2 separate regions of the Sus scrofa genome follow, and region 1 is linked to region 2. A link is a contact called in public Hi-C data. All regions are on one chromosome and are shown on one strand. The core of a region is the stretch at or near the end of the contact, and the rest is flanking DNA. Distances in the headings are between cores, read along the strand shown.

Region 1 (3,242 bases), core at 650-3,149, 170 kb after region 2:
ACACACAGATTATATACATCTATTATTTCCAGCCTGAACTTTTCTCCTGAACTCCAGATTCAAATATCTAACTACCATCTTGACATCTCCACTTGGATGTTCATTAAGCATCTCTAACTTAACATGCCTAAAACCAAATTCTTGATTTCATTCCACCTTCTCATTCCTTCTGTAGTTTTTTGCATCTCAGAAAAGAGCAATCCCAATCTTCCAGTTGCCAAACACAAAAATATTAGAGTCATCTGAAACACCTCTTTTTCTCACAATGTTCTTTAATCTATCAGTAAAAATTTTGTTGCCATTATTTTTTAAAACATAGACAGTATCTGACCTTTCCTACCACTTAACCCACATCCTGACTTCCATGCCGCACTAAAATTATGATTATCTTGTACTCTTAATGCCCCCCTCAGGGCCTTTTATTCTTTCCATTAACAGATAGGGAAATTGAGGCAGAGACCAAGAAAAGAGAGAGTCTAAAAACACTGATATAGAAGTTCAATTTTAAGGTGGCTTGTGGTCATAGTTAACTATACAGACATTTACAGAAGGGGAATAAAGGAGGAGGCCATTTCATATCTAATAACCTGACTTTTATCTCCAGTCACTCTAGGTATTTAGTATGTGTGAAGGATGAGGATGCTAGCTGAGGAGTAGGGTAGATGTGGGATGTTAACCATTCAGGTTCTGTTCATTTGCTGTAAGCAGCAAATCCAGCTCTGAGCCCAACTCCTATAATGGAAGGTTAACATGATAACCAGTTGCACTACTTCCTCTCCCCAAAGACTCATCCTTAACTTCCTTTGGCTAAATCACAAAGTGTGTTTTTCATTTTCAGTTAAAATAGACGGGGGTGGTGAAGAGAGAAAGAAAGAGAGAAAAATCTGTTGTTTCTTTTAACTATTCCCCCCAGTTTAAAAAAAAAAAAAAGCATTCAGCTTAAAAAAACAAACTTAAGCAATAGTCATCTTCAGTTTGTCTATAAAAGTAGAATAATTTATTTTTTATTACAGAGAAAAGTTTTGTTTCCCTAAACACTACTTGAAATAGTTTCAAAGTGTTGGGAAATCAGTGCATGAATCAACGACATATCCAAGGAATCCTGTAAATTTCAGTGAAATCTTGTTTGCCACAGATTTGGAGCATTTTTCCTCTGTCCTTTTGAACTTGTTTCTGTACTGCTGCTCTTGCAAAATATCCTTATATATACTTTAAAACCTCTCACAGGACAAGTCTCTTCATAGCTCATTTGTAAGTCATTTGGTCACTAGGTAGGGACCTGTAGGTGAGTGGGGAAGGGAGCTGGATAATCTTCACGGCAGTATTGGTCCTTTCTTCCCCCAAATCCTGAAAAGAACACTGCAGGCCTTATTTGTAAGAAGATCTAAATCTTATACAAACTTCCAGACACTCATGCCGAAACACAGACTACAGTAGGCACAGCCATTCAAATCTCATTACCTATAAGACACAAGGTAAATAGGGCTAGCGACCAAGAGAGAAAGGGAAATAGGTAAGCAGGGGACAGGGGAGGGGGTGGGCAATAGATCCTAGTTTGACTTCAATTTCTGTTTTAATATGAAAGCCATGGAGTTTTTAATCACTCAGTACCAGACTACTGCTGATGGCTAATAATCTGGCCACCCAAGAAGACATCATAAAAACATAACAAAATATATTGTTACCAAATGGCCTCATAAGATTTGGTAGTACGTGCACACACTTGTTGGGGCTAGACTGCTCAGTTCCTAATATCAAGAATATCCTTAACCCATCCGGAGACTTGTCAGCACTACTTAAGAAGGTCCTCAGGGCCTCATCCCAAATTCAAGATCCTTTTCTGTCTTTGAAATCCAAAGGGGCAGCTAGTGTCACTTATCTAGAAAATATATGACTAATAGTTAAACCTTGGCCTGATGTCAACACAAGTATTTGGTTACTAGGCACAGAAAAAGTCACTTGGAGAGGAAAAGCCACCTGGAAACTTTTCTATTCAGCCTCTGTTCAATCCCTTAGGTGTTTATTAAATTGAACAATGCACAGTTCTAGGCATATTGACTTTTCTCCTCCACACCACAACCTAATGTTGATGAAGGGCCCTTAGAAACAAAATATATGGACCGTTTCTGCTGCTGAGGGCTCCCTACAGCCCTCAGAGTCTGAGCTCCTAGTGCCATAGTCCAGGCATCATAAAGACTTCTAGCCTCGGGAGTTCCCTTCGCGTCTCTGCGGTTAACGAACCCGACTAGGATCCATGCGGATGCAGTTTGATCCCTGGCCTTGTTCAGGGGGTTAAGGATCTGGCATTGCTATGAGCTGTGGTATAGTTCACCTGCTAGTTACATTCATCAAATCATAATTAGCAGGCCTTTGAGCAACAAATGAGGATTCTTCCTTTGGTTAAGGTAGGTTTGCCAGAACTGTCTACACACAGGACACATTCAGTCACAACTCACCCCTGAGCCCAGGCAAGGGTAAAACCCAAGAGACTCTCTCAAGTAGGCATCACTGAAGGACACCAACAAGAGTCTCCTTTCCCAGGGCTATGGACCAGATGTTTTATTGAGCAATAAGGTTATGAGAATTCTACACACAGACACCTTAGGCAAATTGTTAGCATATTTGAAGCCTATTTTCCCCTGACTGTCATCCTTCCTTTGACTTTATGGTTCCTCAACACAGATGACACCAGGATTTTTTTTTAATTCATACATGGGTTGCTATCTTCACGCTCTCCTATCACTGAGCAGGTTTGTAATGCCTCCCTTACAGAGGAGGACAAAAAAGAAGCACCCGAGGACATGCTGAATCTATAGCAGGTACTTAAACATTCTTTCTGGGTAGGTGAATGAATGAAGGAATGAGATGAGTGAGTGAACAAATGACCATACCTACCTTCTTTTCCTCTCTAGTAATAGGTCTTGCCTGACTATCTTCTAAGGTTTTTCTGGCTTACAGGATTATCTCACATCTTTTATCTTTAGGGAATCAGAGTAAGTTCTACAACTTCTTTGTCCTCATGGTCTTTTTCTTTTCTTTTTCCTTTTTTTTTTTTTTTTTTTTTTTGCATTTTTAGGGCCTCACCACAGCATATGGAAGTTCCCAGGCTAGGGGGCAAATTGGAGCTGCAGCTGCCTGCCTATACCACAGCCACAGAGATGCCGGATCCAAGCTGTGTCTTCAACCTACACCACAGCTTGTGGCAAACACAGATCCTTAGCCCACTGAGGGAGGCTCATGGA
Region 2 (3,523 bases), core at 886-3,385:
ACTGATGAAATGACTAGTGGATGAACAGTGAAGTCATTTTTTTTTGGGTTTATTCTAAGAAAGAATGAGTTAACTTCTCCATGTAGGAGGAAAAAAAACAAATGCACAAACTCTATGGGCTCGGTTTCTTTGTTTATAAAATCAAGGGGTGCAGCAGATGATTTTTAAGGTCTCTCTCTGAGTCTATAATTTTGGCTCATAAACTGGATCTGGATGTAATTCCAAAGCAATTCAAAGAGATAAATTCCAAAATGGGGTTTTAAGTATAGCAGCATCATAGTAATAAATTAAGTATGACTACTTTAGGGGACAATATTCATTTGGATGTATAATTCAAGTCAGGTTATTTTAATAATACATATTGAATGCTTACTTTGCTACATTCCAGTGCTTTGGTAACATTTTGTGGTTCCACTTCAGACATGTGGGAAGAACAGGAAAAGATGGCAGAAATAGATGGAGACAATAGGAGGTAGGAGTTTAAGACAAAAGCGAAGTGATCAGGCCAGGCTGGTTCTGTCTTCTCTTGGCTGGACGAGGACTTGATTTTATAGTATGTCTTACTTTACACAATGAATCTATTCCTGAAAGAAGCTTAGAAACATTTGTAAATTGAATCATGTCTTAAAAGTACCATAGCTGTGTCCTACTGAAAACACTTCCGTGATAAAGCTTTTTGTAAAAAGAGATGTTATTCTCTAATTCTAAATCTATATTGGATCTGCTTAAAGGAAAGTTCAACTCTAGTTCTTTTCCTGGAGAGGAAAAGTGATGTCAAACTACCCTGATGAGGTCCCGGTGTGGGAACAGCCTGTCTGGCCTCCTGGGCTCTCTGGGGAGAGTAGATAGAGAGAAAGAATAGACACATATTCCAGAACTGGACTTTGAATGGGCCTTTGGCCAAACTTGGCCCAATTTCTCAACGGAGAGAGAGCACTGACCAAAACTGAATGCTGACTCAAAGCCAACTTGCTTTGGACACACTGTCCTCTGCCAGGGAAGCTCAGCACCCTCTCCCTGAGGTACTTACCCAGCCAGGGGAAGGAAATGCTGGGACAAGCAGCTTTGCTCTTTCCCCTTCTACCTCTGGTTCCAGCTTTTGTGCAGCTCTCACAATTCGGGGAGGGGGAAAGGAGGGGAGAAAAAGACTGGCTAGTGGAAGGAGAGGCAATAGGGCCACCCATGAAGATGCTGGGCTTAGAGAAAGCCAGGGAAAACCAAGGGGGAGTCATTGTGTAAGAAGAAAATTTGAACAACTTGGGGACTAAGGAAAAAATGAGGAAAGGGTTCAGGGCAACCACATGAACACAAAGGAAAAGAGGAGGAAAGGAAGAATCCCAGGATGGAAAGTGAACTGGGAAGAGATACAGAGGAGGCTAGATCAAGCTGAGAGCAATTTCAGGTGCTAATTCAGATCCGAAGCTCAAATCTTTTTGATTCAGAAAAATGTCCTGTGATTAACCCTTCAATGTGAAGCCTAGTGTGTAGAAATTTCCTTTAACTCTAGCTTCTTTACATACATCTGGGATGATGAGAAATTTAGGCATGATAGTTCATTTTCCAGAAAGATTCATGGTAGGATTTCTAACTCTGCAGAGGCTGCATTTGCAGAAATTATAACAAGAATGGCTTGTTAAAGTGTTGATGAGGGTTGAAGAGGAGGGGTGAATGTTCAAAATCAGATTGCCATGCAATTTGAAATCACTACTTTAGTTTTGATGTAAACATAAGCAATTTTAGAATTGTATTACTAAATTACTGGGATACCAGGCTTCCAATATCCAACATGCCATTTCCTGGAGGAGCGCAAGCACAGAGGACTCAGAGCTAATTTGAACATCCATGTCACTTCTCCCCTTATAGCTTGATTGACAGACTAAAATTGTTTGTACGAATCTTAGTTCTTTTCACAGTACCTGTCTTCCTGGAGGTAGATTCCAGGTAGACTCGTCAGGCAGAAGAAACACATGGGAGCAGAATCAAATAGTTTAAGCAACCCACACATTATGGGAACCACCTTTGGGAGATAACCAAAGGTAAGAGTCAACATATTTAACTGCTAAGTCATAGGACCAGCCAATCAGATCCTACCCTGGACACAAACAGCCCCTATCAGCCCCGGAGATAACACTCCCACAGCAGCTGATCCTTCTTCACAGAGTTGTTTGCACACTTGCAACTATGTGCCTATTCAGTTGCTATTATTGGTTCAATATCTGCCTTCCTCTCCAGACTGTCTGCCTAATGAGGGGTTTCCCTAGGTCCCCAATGAACCTTTGTGATCAGACACCAGTGACCCAGGTAGAAAAGACTTCATCTTACTGTATTGCGGCCAACTTCAAAGAAGTGGCATGGAAGGGTGGAAAAGTCCTTGATATTAGGACAGCTGTGCTCATGTCCCAAATTCGCTGTTGACTCATGTGATTTTGGTCAGGTCACTTCCCTGTCTCTATTTCTGACTCCTTTGCTAGGAAACTACAGGACCAGATTTGGTAACTTCTGAGGCCAATTCCAGCTCTTAGAGTCTGCGATTCAGCTTGCTCATTAAGTGGACAGGGGAGATTTATCTGTGACCAGAACAAAATGTTAGGAACCAATGAAAGTTGCCAAATACCATTCAGAGAAAAAGTGGGAACAGGATTTTGTATGAAATGTGCTTGGGTTGCACAATGCAAATATCACTTTGGTGAGAGAGGAAGGCCACGGGATATGATTACTTGATCTGCCACCAAGCTTCCTGCACAGCCCTGCAAGCTTTGCAAGCCCTGCAAGCTAAAGATACCTATCACTCTTGTTCAAGGTCCACTTCCTACTGAGTTGTCACACTGTTGAATTATTGCTGAGGTGAAGTCCAAAAGGGGAAATATTTTGCAACCTAGGGTTGGACCCTGGAGCTCGACGATCATGACTGATACATATTTTCCCAGAAACATCCAGGGCCACACTGAGGAGCCCTCGTACCTCCGTGCACCACTTTTGTGAGCTCACCCTGACAGTGGTGCTGTGGTTCCCCAAGCATTTTCCCAAACAAGCAAGTGAAAACATTTCCTTTTGCCTCTATTGGAATCATTTCTTTTCTTTAATTATGCATGAAATGAACAAGACTTTTTCAAAAAATAGCTCAGTTTAAAAAGCAGTTTAGAAACAAGGTCATATTTGTCTTCACAAGAAGAGTCATCAGTGTATTAAGCCAGAGATTCCTGAATCATAACACAGATGCTGCTCTGACAGTTGCTGAGTTTTAAAATTTCCAGGATCCTCAGAGAGTTCTTCTTTATGGGGGTATTGGCATGCTTGCAATTATGTCCCTAATCACTTTTGGTAATGCTGATTATGACATGATGTGTTCAAACACTCTTAGGTAGATATTCAAGAGCCCCAGCTTTTCCACCAGTTAGTATATGAGCCTGAGCAAGTCCCTGCCTCTCTGAGTCTCTGTTTGCTCTCCTGTGAACTATTCAGCTGGACATCCAAAGTTTTGAGCTCTACAGAGAGCCTCTGAGGCCTGGATGGGAGGACCTCA

The links. A called contact is a pair of places that touch in the nucleus more often than the background predicts.
Region 1: a Hi-C map of omental adipose tissue shows a contact between it and region 2, with 1.6 times the contacts expected there. The contact joins two enhancer-like sites. A contact is called at or near these places in 4 of 47 Hi-C or Micro-C datasets (liver, omental adipose tissue and skeletal muscle).

What each region holds. Positions count from the first base shown.
Region 1 is chr6:107,758,137-107,761,378 of Sscrofa11.1, forward strand. All of the region lies in intron 2 of LOC106510680 (a long non-coding RNA gene), which reads right to left. Among named protein-coding and RNA genes, the nearest start is that of RBBP8, 160 kb to the right of the region's middle. Within about 2 kb of position 1,900, at least 12 of the 83 cell types and tissues checked have an H3K27ac peak or open chromatin away from gene starts, as enhancers often do. A contact at or near this core is called in omental adipose tissue, where this site is marked.
Region 2 is chr6:107,591,451-107,594,973 of Sscrofa11.1, forward strand. No RefSeq gene overlaps it. Among named protein-coding and RNA genes, the nearest start is that of GATA6, 310 kb to the left of the region's middle. Within about 2 kb of position 2,136, at least 11 of the 83 cell types and tissues checked have an H3K27ac peak or open chromatin away from gene starts, as enhancers often do. A contact at or near this core is called in omental adipose tissue, where this site is marked.